Regions from separate parts of the Mus musculus genome. Here region 1 is linked to region 2. The links are chromatin contacts, called in public Hi-C maps. All regions are on one chromosome and are shown on one strand. Each heading gives the region's core, a stretch centred on a gene start, on an enhancer-like site or on the middle of the called end of the contact. The rest is flanking DNA. Distances are from core to core; before and after follow the strand shown.

What was found. Hi-C and Micro-C count contacts between places; a contact is called where the count stands out from the background.
Region 1: a contact with region 2 is called in a Hi-C map of cardiomyocytes, with 2.1 times the contacts expected there. The contact joins two enhancer-like sites. A contact is called at or near these places in 4 of 39 promoter capture datasets (the C10 cell line, liver and macrophages), 3 of 15 datasets of contacts at CTCF or cohesin (CD8 T cells, large pre-B cells and pro-B cells), 34 of 484 Hi-C or Micro-C datasets (the AML12 cell line, B cells, the C2C12 cell line and 22 more), 13 of 115 datasets of contacts at active chromatin or transcription factors (cardiomyocytes, double positive thymocytes, effector CD8 T cells and 10 more) and 4 of 9 other capture datasets (adipose tissue, embryonic stem cells, liver and 1 more).

Annotation. Positions count from the first base shown.
Region 1 is chr3:135,408,243-135,414,251 of GRCm38.p6, forward strand. Cisd2 (CDGSH iron sulfur domain 2) reads right to left here. Exons shown (of 3, transcript NM_025902.3): 2 at 2,769-2,983; 3 at 1-648. The coding sequence ends at 559. Among named protein-coding and RNA genes, the nearest start is that of Cisd2, 12 kb to the right of the region's middle. Within about 2 kb of position 3,744, at least 20 of the 459 cell types and tissues checked have an H3K27ac peak or open chromatin away from gene starts, as enhancers often do. A contact at or near this core is called in cardiomyocytes and heart atrium, where this site is marked.
Region 2 is chr3:135,518,300-135,523,956 of GRCm38.p6, forward strand. Manba (mannosidase, beta A, lysosomal) reads left to right here. Exons shown (of 17, transcript NM_027288.3): 6 at 4,693-4,868. Among named protein-coding and RNA genes, the nearest start is that of Manba, 36 kb to the left of the region's middle. Within about 2 kb of position 3,877, at least 145 of the 459 cell types and tissues checked have an H3K27ac peak or open chromatin away from gene starts, as enhancers often do. A contact at or near this core is called in cardiomyocytes and heart atrium, where this site is marked.

The sequences.
Region 1 (6,009 bases), core at 2,494-4,993, 110 kb before region 2:
ATATCTGATTTACTTTTTAGAAATTGGGATAATCATGGTAATAAGATGAAAGTCTCTATAAAACAAGGGGTTTTACTGCCTCAAAATATTGTTGATGGCAATTATTTTTCATAATTCTTCTAAAAGCAGCAGAGTTCCACAAAAGGCCAAAAAAATGGCAAATGACTTCAAATGAGCAAAACAAGACAATATAAAGATACATTTAACAGAACAAAGGATAATTTTTTTAAAACTATGTATTCTGTTGAAATACTGATATACAAAGAAATAACTTTTGGCCCACAGTCAAACTTTAAATTCCCAATTAATTAAAATCTGAAGTGCTGACTTTATTGTTGAAAGACACATTAAACTTAATTTCAGAATGAGACTTGACCATCTGATTTCTATAGAAATGACTGACTATATAAAGTACCAAATATAAGCAGTAGTGTAGCAAGAAAATAACTGGCAGAAATAATTATTCAACCAGTACTGAGAGTTAAAACTTCCAAAGACTTTTCTATGCACAACACACATGGAAACACTCTGTCAGAGTTTCATCTCAAATGGCCACTGCTATACTTCTTTCTTCTTCAGGATGAGAGGACCCACGTTATCGCCTGTCAATTCATTATGCTTATTATGGGATCCATCACAGGCAGGAAACTAAAAGGAAAGAGAATTGTAAATGTTATTTTACAGCAAGATTCATGAAGTAGGGACATCTGTGAAATGCTCTTGGAGCCAGTGTGCCACTTACTACAAAAGAAGTTCATCACAGAGCTTCCTGACAGACCCCACCCCCACCCCATGCACCAGGCAATGAAGGAAAATAGAAAACTCTTTCCTGCTCTCAGGAGGCAGAGGCAGGCAGGTCTCAGAGTTTGAGGCCAGCTCGTCTACAGAGCAATCCTTCTCAGTGACTATAAAACTTTAAAAAGGGCTCAAAATAAGCTTTTGATTTCTGTGGAGCTCAACATTGGAACTAATTTCTCATTTAAATAAAAAAATGTACGTGCAAGTACATTTTACAATGTTATAAAACTCATACAGTAAAGTTCGTGAAAATGTTAAAAGATGTGATATAAATGCTCAGTCCATCTGATTATAGTTATTCATTTTTTTCCCTAAGATTTATCTGTTTTATTTAAGTGCACTGTTGCCATCTTCAGACAAACCAGAAGAGGGCATCAGATCCCATTACAGATGGTTGTGAGCCACCATGTGGTTGCTGGGAATTGGACTCATGACTTCTGGAAAAGCAGGCAATGCTCTTAACCACCGAGCCATCTTTCCAGCCCCATGGCATTCATTTTTTAAAAGCAAAATTGCAATCCTATTGTAACATGCTTTTCTTGTATTAAAGCAGGGACCTCGTGTGGTTACGAGCTTGGGCACCTGTGCATAAAGGGTGTGTGTGTGAGCACGCGCGTGCATGCATGCTTACTGGAGCGGGCACATGTGGGGGCCAGGGACTGACATAGCAATGCCTTCTCCAGTTGTTTCTCCACCTTAATTTTTGAGAGAGGACCTCTCAATGAACCTGCAATGTCCCTGCTGGCTGGCCAGGAAGCACACCCCATCCCTCACCCCAGGAGCCCACCACCATGCTGGGCTCTTAGAGGGGTTCTGAGACCAGAACTCAGGTCCTTGCGCCTGGGCAGCAAAACTTCATCCACAGAGCCATCTTCCCAGGAAACCTTTCTCTCTCTCTCTCTCTCTTTCTCTCTCTTTCTTTCTTTCTTTCTTCCTTTTTTTCTTTCCCTCTCTCTCTTTTTTTTTTTTGAGACAATAAACATTTCTTTAAAAATGTGATTTCTGTTGACTTCCCAATATCCCATCAGTTTCCTGTACTTTAACTGAGGCCCATTATATTGTTTCTAAAATCTTCCTGTTACAAAGAATGTAACAAAAACATCGTACTTAAGGTCTCAAATAACTGTCATTAAACACAAGAAAACAGATTTATATCAACTAGAATACTTATCACCCCCAGTTCATTTCCCTCATTAAAACTTATGTTTTTATGGCTACATTGACTAGCTTAGTCTATGTAAGGTATTTTATATGTATCCATCTGCAATACCAATAGAAAAGATTGAAAAACAAAATAAACAAACAACAGCAAAAAACACACAACAACAACAACCACACCCCATAGCCAGAGATTAAAAGTTAAGTAACTCAGGGGAGGCAAACTGGCTCCACACCTTTCACACCAACACTCAGGGGAAGAGCCCTAAGTTTCTCCGAGTTCCAGCGTTGCCTGGTAAATACCACCAATTCTAGGCCATTTAGGGTGGGACATGAGACCCTGGTATGTGTGAGAAAGGGAGGAAGGAGGGAGAAGGAGAGGGGAGGGGCCCAATCAAAATCAAGTTGGCAATTGGCTTAACCTGCCAAGTGACAGACTGACATCAAATTTAAGTAATTATTTAGACATCAAGGTTTAGACTCCTTTTCATTAAATCTTAAATTCTTAAATCCCCCCTCATCCCGGAACACTAAAAAACACTGCTCTAGACAGACGCTGAACAGCGGGAGCGTAGCAGAGTCCGCTGCTCTCTGCTCTCTACTACAGGCACGATCAAGCAAAAAAGGGCAAACCTCAATTTGGGACTATCGGCTCTGAATATTAAACAGTATGGAGAAATTCCTAATCTCACAGAATTTCAAAACCGAGGACTGAAGGAGCATCGTAACCGCACAGTCTTACCCTATGTCTTACCGTATGAAGGGCCATCGTAACCGCACAGTCTTACCCTATGTATAAATGGCTATCTTACCGTCTTGGACCGCCAGCACCTACAATAAGCTGCTTTGGTGAGACACAGATCTTCAATGTTTATCTCATTCACCACCTTGGGATTTTCCTTTTGTATCTTAAGATTGATCAAGCTATCCTTCTGTTGCTTCTTCTTTGGGAAGAATGGGCGCACTGCGAGGTAGCCCAGAAGCGCAAGTACCCCGAGGAAGGGCAGTAGGCGGAGCCAGTCTGAAACTGAACACAGCACAGATGTCAGAATGCACGACTCTCCTGGAAGGAACGCAGGGCCTCTCTAGCTCACCGTGGTGCCTCACCCGTGCATCTCACAACCTATCTCCTCACCGGTAAACCATATACACAGCAGACCCAACCCAGCCAGGACTATCGAATTTTATCTGTAGCCTAACTCCATTCGTGAAACTGAAATTCTTGGAAACAAATACTATTTTAAATATCCTATCTCATTAGATCTGCTAAATATATTTGTGCTTGTATTTACTTTTATATGGAATTATAATCAACATAATTATGAACAAAAATGTCTTATTAAATTTAGAAAACATTTTCACTCCTTTCTTTTTAATGCCGTATCTAAAACCATATAATGGGATTTCCACAAAACTTTTACTTCTGATTTATAATTTCAGACAAACCATTGCAACAAATGTATCAACTTACTTTTCTTTTATTGAAAATACATTCTTCTCTCATATAATACATCCTGATCAGTCAACTTACTCTTTAAGTAAAAAAGACAATCCTTTTTAAAAAGACTATTTTAATTAATTGAAACCTTTACACATTGAATATTCCCATTTTAAGTTGCTTATTAAACACCTCTTAGAATATCCAGTCAGCCTTTTGAACACATGAAATACAGACAATGCAAATGAAATGGCTCTGGAATGTCTGAGAGCGTTCCCAGTCACCTCTGGGCACCCTCTGACCTGCCTGACACCCGGCTGGCACTGCAGCCTAGCTAAGAAAAGCCTATGTGATAAGGATGCTAACAAACACTGTTGCTAAGTGATGCGCTGCGCTTCAGAATGCAGCCGGACCAACTCATCTAACGCTGTCAGCTTTGAGAACCGCACGTTATTCTACGTAGATTAAATGCACACTAAGCAGGACTAGTTTATCAGCCTAAATCCAAGCCTGTTCTACAGCACCACATGTCACATCCCACAGATCCACAAAGAAATGTTTTTCTCTTAATAGAACTATTCTAAAGAGACGCTACTACCTAACCACTGCGTCCCACCAGTTCCTCTTCCAGCGTGTGCCTCAGTGGCAGAGTGAGGGCCTACCAAAATGCAAACAGAATTGTTTTGATTCAACAGTGCCAGAGACAGAAATGAAATAACTCATCTATATAAGCAAAAAAATCACTGAATATAGAAAATATTAAGTATTACTCAATATAGTATTTTAGAATCACTAGAGCGACATGGAAGCACCCTTCTATAATCCCGGCTGTTAGTATTTCTGTGGTATATGTGTATGTTGTGCACACAAAGTCAAAGTAAGAAACTGGGTGTCTTCCTCTATTGCTCTCTGATTTATTGTCTTGAGACGGGGTCTCTCACTGGCTTACAAACTCACCTTTTTGCTAGGCTGACTGCCTGGCAAGCCCTGAGGATCTGCTTGCTGTCTCTGGCCCACCACAGTAAAAAACTTGGGTCTTCTGGAAGAGCAACCAGCGATCTTAAGTGCTGAGCTATCTCTCCAGGCCCTGGAAACATGTGTGTTAATGGCTTCTTTCAACCGCCCAAGTGTCCCACTTACAATAAAGGTCTACAAGAGCATGAGGTCACCATGGTCATACATCTGGGTCACCACTGTATTCTCAGTACCTAAACACTGCTTGGCTCAATCTGCTAGTTTACTTTTTACTAAGACATTCAAAATGTATACCTTCATTTCTTTAGCATTGTATTTAAGGTTCAGAACAATTAAGTTTTAAAATTATGGATCTGAGAACATCACCAAAAATAAAGTATGCTGTTTCTTCCTACAGGTAACCAGGTAACTTCTATTATTCCTGAACATTTGCTTTTAGACCTTATAACCACCCCCTTCTCATTTACTATTATTATTAGTACATTCCTATTGTTATTAGCGTATATGATGTTTGGGACACATGGGACACATGGGACACTGGACACATGTAGTCAGGGAACAGGCTGTTTGGACTTAGTCCTCATCTTCCACTGGGAAGTAAGCAGATCTAATTCGGGTTGTCAGGCCTGCGCAGGAAGCAATTTTACCCAGTGAGCCATTCCACCAGTCCCCTTCTGGTTTAGGTTACTGATTTAAGGGCAGAAGGCTTAGGGGACGGCTCAGTAAGTTAAAATGCTTGCCCTATAATCGTGAAAACCCAAGTCCAATCCCCAGATCCACATTAAAAAAAAAAAAAAAAGCCAGGCATGGTGACATGTAGTTGTAATTAGGCAGCCATGGTGGTGAGTTCCAGACCAGTGAGACAGTGTGTCTCAGAGTAGGCAGACCGCATTCTGAGGATGACACTCAAGGCTGCTGTCTGGCTTCCACATGCATACTGTGTATCAATACACATGCATGTGAGCATGCAAACACATGCACTAAAAATGTAAGTGCATAACAGATGCTTCCAAATGAAATCTCACGAACTTCCTCTTGTAAATCGGTATGTTACAGATTTTTACTGTGTAAGTAGCACCCACTTTGTGGAGAAACTGTTCAGCATAAAAACAGTAGCTCCTTGCTGTTTCTACACGTGTGGTGCACAGTGCAGTGCCTGGGGCAGACCAGGAATGCAGCAAACAACTTAATCACTGTTTATCTTTAGTCTAAGTCCAGGTTTCATTTGTCTGTAAAACAGGAATGACAACCACTCATTCCTTTAATCAACACCGTTTACTAAGTAGCTTATATTCTAGTTGCTGCATTAGGAATGGATGCCCACTGATGGAGGATGAGGGGACAGGGCAGACAATGAGGAAGCAGAACACAAACCTGAGAGTCACCGCTGTACTAAGAGAGAGCCTCGAAGCAAACAAACAAGGTGACATAAAAGTAACAAAACAAAACCAAGCAAGCAAGCAAACAGCCTGGCAGCACAGCAGTGAGCTGACTGCAAGTGTAGGGAAGAGCCAGGAAGGTTTCGGAAAGGAAGAGGCGAGGCAGAAGTCGGAGTCAAGTCTTCATGACACAGAGAACACAGAAAACCTCCCCTGCCTGCCTGTCATTCAGCAAGCACTGCACAGCACTACCTGAAAGAA
Region 2 (5,657 bases), core at 2,627-5,126:
GCAGGAATGGTGCATGCCTTTAATCCCAGCACTTGGGAGGCAGAGGCAAGCGGATTTCTGAGTTCGAGCCCAGCCTGGTTTACCGAGTGAGTTCCAGGACAGCCAGGGCTATACAGAGAAACCCTGTCTCGAAAAACCAAAAAGAAAGAAAGGAAGAAAGAAAGAGAGAGGGAAAGAAAGAAAGAAAGAAAGAAAGAAAGAAAGAAAGAAAGAAAGGAAGGAAGGAAGGAAGGAAGGAAGGAAGAAAGAAAGAAAGGTTGATTTCCTTTCACTCATGCTCCCTCCCCCCGCCCCCCACCTCACACCTGAGACAGCCTCCCACCCCAGCTACCCTACCCCAGCTCCCTCCTCACCCCATGCCGGGTAGCACCACTCTCTGTCAGAGCAGTTTCCACTGTCAGTTTCCTTTCACACTGATTTTTTTTCTTAATGTCTTATTGATAATGTATATTTATTTGTTTCTAAATGTATTTTATGTGAGTATGTATACGGTGTATGAATGAATATCTGTGCAGAGGCCAGAGAGGACCTCTGAGTCTCCTGGTTTACCATTCTCTACCCTATTTCCTTGAGATGGTGTCTCTCAGTGAAACTGGAGCTATGCAGGGAGCCAGCAAGCTCCAGCCACCCTCCTGTCTCCACCCTGCCCCCCAGCACTGGGGTTACTCACAGCCAGCTTTTGACATAGGTGCTAGGGCCTGAGCTCAGGTCCTCCTGGTTTTGCTCGCCCAGCGAGCCATCTCTCCAGCCTGCCTTTGGACTCACTGAGCTGAGCAGGGCTGTTGGTCTCTGTTTAGTGTTTAAGCCATGTCCACCAACTAAGAGGCTCTCTCCACTCTTGCCCTGTCCACACACAGATGCTTGCCTCAGCCCCGGGCTCCTCCTTCGTTCTAGATGACCTGCCTAGGAGTGGAGAAATAGGCTGTCCTCTCAGCCTGACTGTGGCCTGCCCAGCGTACAGCTGCCCTTTACTAACAGCTTCACTTGGGAAATGTAAAAACAGACAGGAGCCGGGCGTGGTGGCGCATGCCTTTAATCCCAGCACTCAGGAGGCAGAGACAGGTGGATTTCTGAGTTCGAGGCCAGCCTGGTCTACAGAGTGAGTTCCAGGACAGCCAGGGCTACACAGAGAAACCCTGTCTTGAAAAAACAAAAAACAAAAAAAACCCCAAAAAACAAAAAGAACAAAAAACCAGACAAGAATTTGTCGGTCCTGCTGAGTGTCTTATTGGCAGTTGTTGATGTTATCTGTCTATTCCCTTAGTTTCTATTTTTTGTTCACTTTTGAATTATTTTTCCCTTAAAATGCCAGTGTCCTCCCTTGTCCTTATTTTGAGTGGATTCTGCCCCGAGGTGTTTTGCTTTCAGTACAATTTTGAGGATTTCCTCTAAATTGGCAAGGAGTTCTGGTTGTTGAGTCAGGTCACAGGGCTGTGTTAGTCAGCCGCGAGCCTGCCTGCCTGGCCAGTTTAGCTGGCAGCTTCCTGAAAATCAGCTGCTTGCATCTGTCCTGTAATTCTGATGGGAGTCTGGGAAAATGCAGGGTGTTGGAGTTGACACATTCCGTGATTCAGAGGTCACAGAGACCTGTCCTCCACCTTCTTTAAATGCACAGGACCACAGTTCCCTCTGGCCTCTCGGTTTCTAGTAATGATTCAGGAGGTCAGAGCTCGGGAGGCTGCCCGTGAGGGGGCCATCGGGAGAAAGTCACTCCAGGCAGCTAGCTGCCTTTGAACAGCCTTCTCTGCCCATGAGATGAACCACCCTCCTCTTACACAAGCAATGGTCACGGATTGCAGACCATCCCATGCCTACCTGACCGTTCCCAGCTCCTTGTTGTTTCTTAAACCCTCTCTCACTGGGGCACAGACGTGGAGGCCAGAAGACAGCCCCGGGTGTCTGTCCTGGTTTTCCGTTCTGTTAGTCTCCATTTTGTTGGGTTGTACGTCAGGATATCGAGCCTTGAGCTGCTGAGGAGTTTCCCGCCTCCATCTTCAGTCTCACTGAAAGGTGAGGTTACAGACTTGTTCTACAGCACCCAGCTTCACAGAACTCCGGGAAAATTCCAACTCGGGTCCTCACACTTGGGTGGCAAGTATGTTGCCCATTATCACATCAGCCCCATCTGATGCTCATGTACAGGCCAAGTATACCAGGTTGCCATTGAACTCACAGAGACCTGCCTGCCTCTGCCTCGTGAGTGCTGGGATTAAAGGTCCATATCATCAAGCTTCTGTTTCTCTCTTTAAGATTTTTAAAAATGCATATATATGTGTGTCTGCATAAGTCTGTGTACATCATGCGTGTACTGGCTGGTTTTGTGTGTCAACTTGACACGAGCTGGAGTTATCACAGAGAAAGGAGCCTCCCTTGAGGAAACGCCTCCATGAGATCCAGGGGGAGGAGGGCCCAGCTCCTTGTGGCTGGTGCCATCCCTGGGCTGGTGGTCCTGGTTACTGTAAGAAAGCAGACTGTGCAAGCCAAGGGAAGCAAGCCAGTAAGCAGCACTTGCCTCCATGGCCTCTGCATCAGCTCCTGCCCCCCAAGTTCCTGCCCTGTGTGAATTCCTGTCCTGATTTCCTTTGATGGTGAGCATCGGTGTAGAAGTGTAAGCTGAATAAACCCTTTCCTCTCCAGCTTGCTTCTGGGTCATGATATTTTGTCCAGCAATAGAAACCCTGACTAAGACAACACATGTGCAAGTGGGTATCATGAAAGCCAGCCTCCTAGAACTGGAATTATAGAAATCTTGAGCCACTTGATGTGAGTGCTAGGACCCACACCAGGTCCTCTAGAATAGTAGTCAGTACTCTTAACAACACAGCCATCTCTCCAGCCCTTATGACAGCTTCTTTTCTTTCACAGTCAGATGAATAAAGCTCTTTCTCTCTCTAAAAAATACATTTTATTCATTCATTTGATGGATGTGTGTGCGCACATGTGTGCACACGTGTGTGCACGCAGGCATTTGTGGGTCAGGGGAATCAGCTGTGAGAATTGATTCCCTCCTATCATGTGGGGTCTGAGGATAGACCCCAGGTCAGCAGGTTATGTGGCAGTTCTTCTACCTGCTGAGCTAACTCTTTTTTCTTTCCTGTCAGGCCACATCCTGATAGAGACATGGACTCTATTACAATATAAAAGCTGGGAATCTTTGGAGAATTTCTGCCCTCCCCCCCCACCCCCCTGCTTTTGCTTTTTTTTTTTTTTTTTTTTTGAGGCAGGGTTTCTTCTTGTAGCCCTGGCTGTCCTGGAACTCCTTTCTCTCTGTAGACCAGGCTGGCCTTCAACTCACAGAGATCTGAGTGCCTCTGCCTCCTGAGTGCTGGGATCACTATGTACAGCTAGACCCCTGTACATGGATGGAGAAGTTCTTGAACCTCCATGCTGGAGAAACCCAGGGCTTCACACACACACACACACACACACACACACACACACACACACACACACACACACACAAACACGCACAGGGCAAGCACTCTTCCGCTTAGCTACAGTCTCCACTTTTCCTTAGAGAATTTTTTTCAGTCAAATGTGTGGCCCACATACTAGGGACTCTTCGACCCTTTGGATAGGTATGTCTGCTTAGTGTTACTATGCCTTTCCATCCAAGCCAGATGCAAGAGTTCTCCTCTCCGCTCCGCTCTCCTCCCCTTTCTTCCCCTCCCCTCCCTTCTATTTCCTTCCCCTTCCTTCCTTCTCTTTCCTCCCTTCTCTTTCCTTCCCTCCTTCCTTTCAAGAACCTGCATGAGAGTGCACGAGCCAGCCTTGGGAAAACCCTAGCATGAGTCATTGTTTGGAACCACAGTCTGCCTTCCTCTGGATCACCTTCCTGGTTGAGGTCATAAGACTAAAATAAGCTGCAGCCCCTCCTTCACGGGCACAGGACACCAGTGAGGAAGGCGGCTTCAGGCCAAGGTTGACCTCACAGAGAGGGAAGGCCAGCCTTGCCTGTCCACCTACCTGTTCCTTCAAGTGTCCAAAGTTTCTTATCTGGGCCTAGGGTGTAAGAATGAGGGAGGGCACCAGGCTTAGTCAGGTTGGGAGGGGCAGGAGCCGTACAGGATTCTGGGATGCTTGCTTCCCTTCTGTTCTCGCCTCCCAGAACTACTTTCAAAATTATCTTGCATGCGAGAGAGAGAGAGAGAGAGAGAGAGAGAGAGAGAGAGAGAGAGAGATGAAGATTGTGGGGTTATGAAGGGGCTGGTGACTTGTAGATTCCCGAAGAGATCCACTGGGAAGCTGTGCTCTAGACACAGCTCCCAGCGGTACACAAGAGAGAGGACAGCAGACAGCTTTAAACACTATTCTGGTGATAACATAAAAAGTCACTGGCTACTTAAGGTTTTGCAAACTCCCGAGTTGCTTAATTTTCCATGTGCTACTACAAATCTGTATACAATGCACAATTCTGGTTGTTTCGAACGAGGATCGTTTCCTCCGGATGTGTCATCCCCATGCAGTCTCCATTTCCCACCTCCCCATCCCTCCCCTGCTCCCTGCTGTGGGGCGCCCTCACTGCTTAGCCCCTCCCCCCAGCCCCTGCTGTGGGGCGCCCTCACTGCTTAGCCCCTCCCCCCAGCCCCTGCTGTGGTGCTCACTGCTTAGCCACTGCTCAGTTCTCATTTTGCACGACTTCTGAGGTGTGCATGAATGATGCGCCTGTTGTTTTCTTCCTCTGTGCTGTAGATAACGCTTCTCAGGCCTGGAATATTGAAATAGAGGCTTCTTTTGATGTCGCCAGCTCGAAGTCCGTTAGTGGTCAGGTGACAGTAGCCATCCCTCAACTGAAAACACAGCAGACAAACGACATTGAACTTCAACAAGAGCAAAGGATTGTTAAACTACTGGTCAAAATTAGGAAGGTGAGTGACCTCACTTCCTGGGAGGTGCTAGATGCATGCATTTGCTGTTCAAGGGAAGAAATGGCGGAGTGGGAGTGCCTAGCAACTTTCTCCCTGTATTTTCCAAAAGTCGTTTTCTCACTATTTTTTATTTTTAAGAGTTTCATTTAGATTATTTTTTAAAGACAAGATTGCACACTGTAACACAAAATTAAGCTCACAATGCAGCCCAGGGTGGCTTCTTTTTGTTTGTTTGTTTGTTTGTTTGATATAGGGTCTTACATTGTAGCCCAGGCTGGCCAAGAGCTGCCTGTCGCTCAGGCTGCTCTTCATCTTGCCTGTGGCTCTCTTGAGCGATGAAATTTCATATTTACAGGTGTGTACCACCACACACGGCATTTTTGCCTTTATTTTTAACTTTTCATATATTCTGTGTATTAACCAATGGTTGTTTTTTTCACATGTGAGATTAATATAATGGAAAATATGTGGTTAATTTGCCAGTTTGTCTTCTAAGGAGTCAGGTACGTCTTTGGTTTTTTTCCCTGTTACTCACAGTGCCCTAGCCTCTAACTGGTTCTACGTTTCAGGGTTCAGCGTGGATCCCTTCCGTTCTTTTCGCTTGCTCTGAGTATTGGCATTTATTCCTTCTGTAAAGCTCTAAACCTGGACTGAACCTGGACTGAGGTTCCCTCATGGTTAGGTGGGTGGGGCAGGTTTTAGCTTTCGTTGTTTTATGAACCTGGTTAGTGATGATGAACTGGAGACTGACAGCAACTTAGAAGGAAGCAAGACTCCTCCATAAGAGCT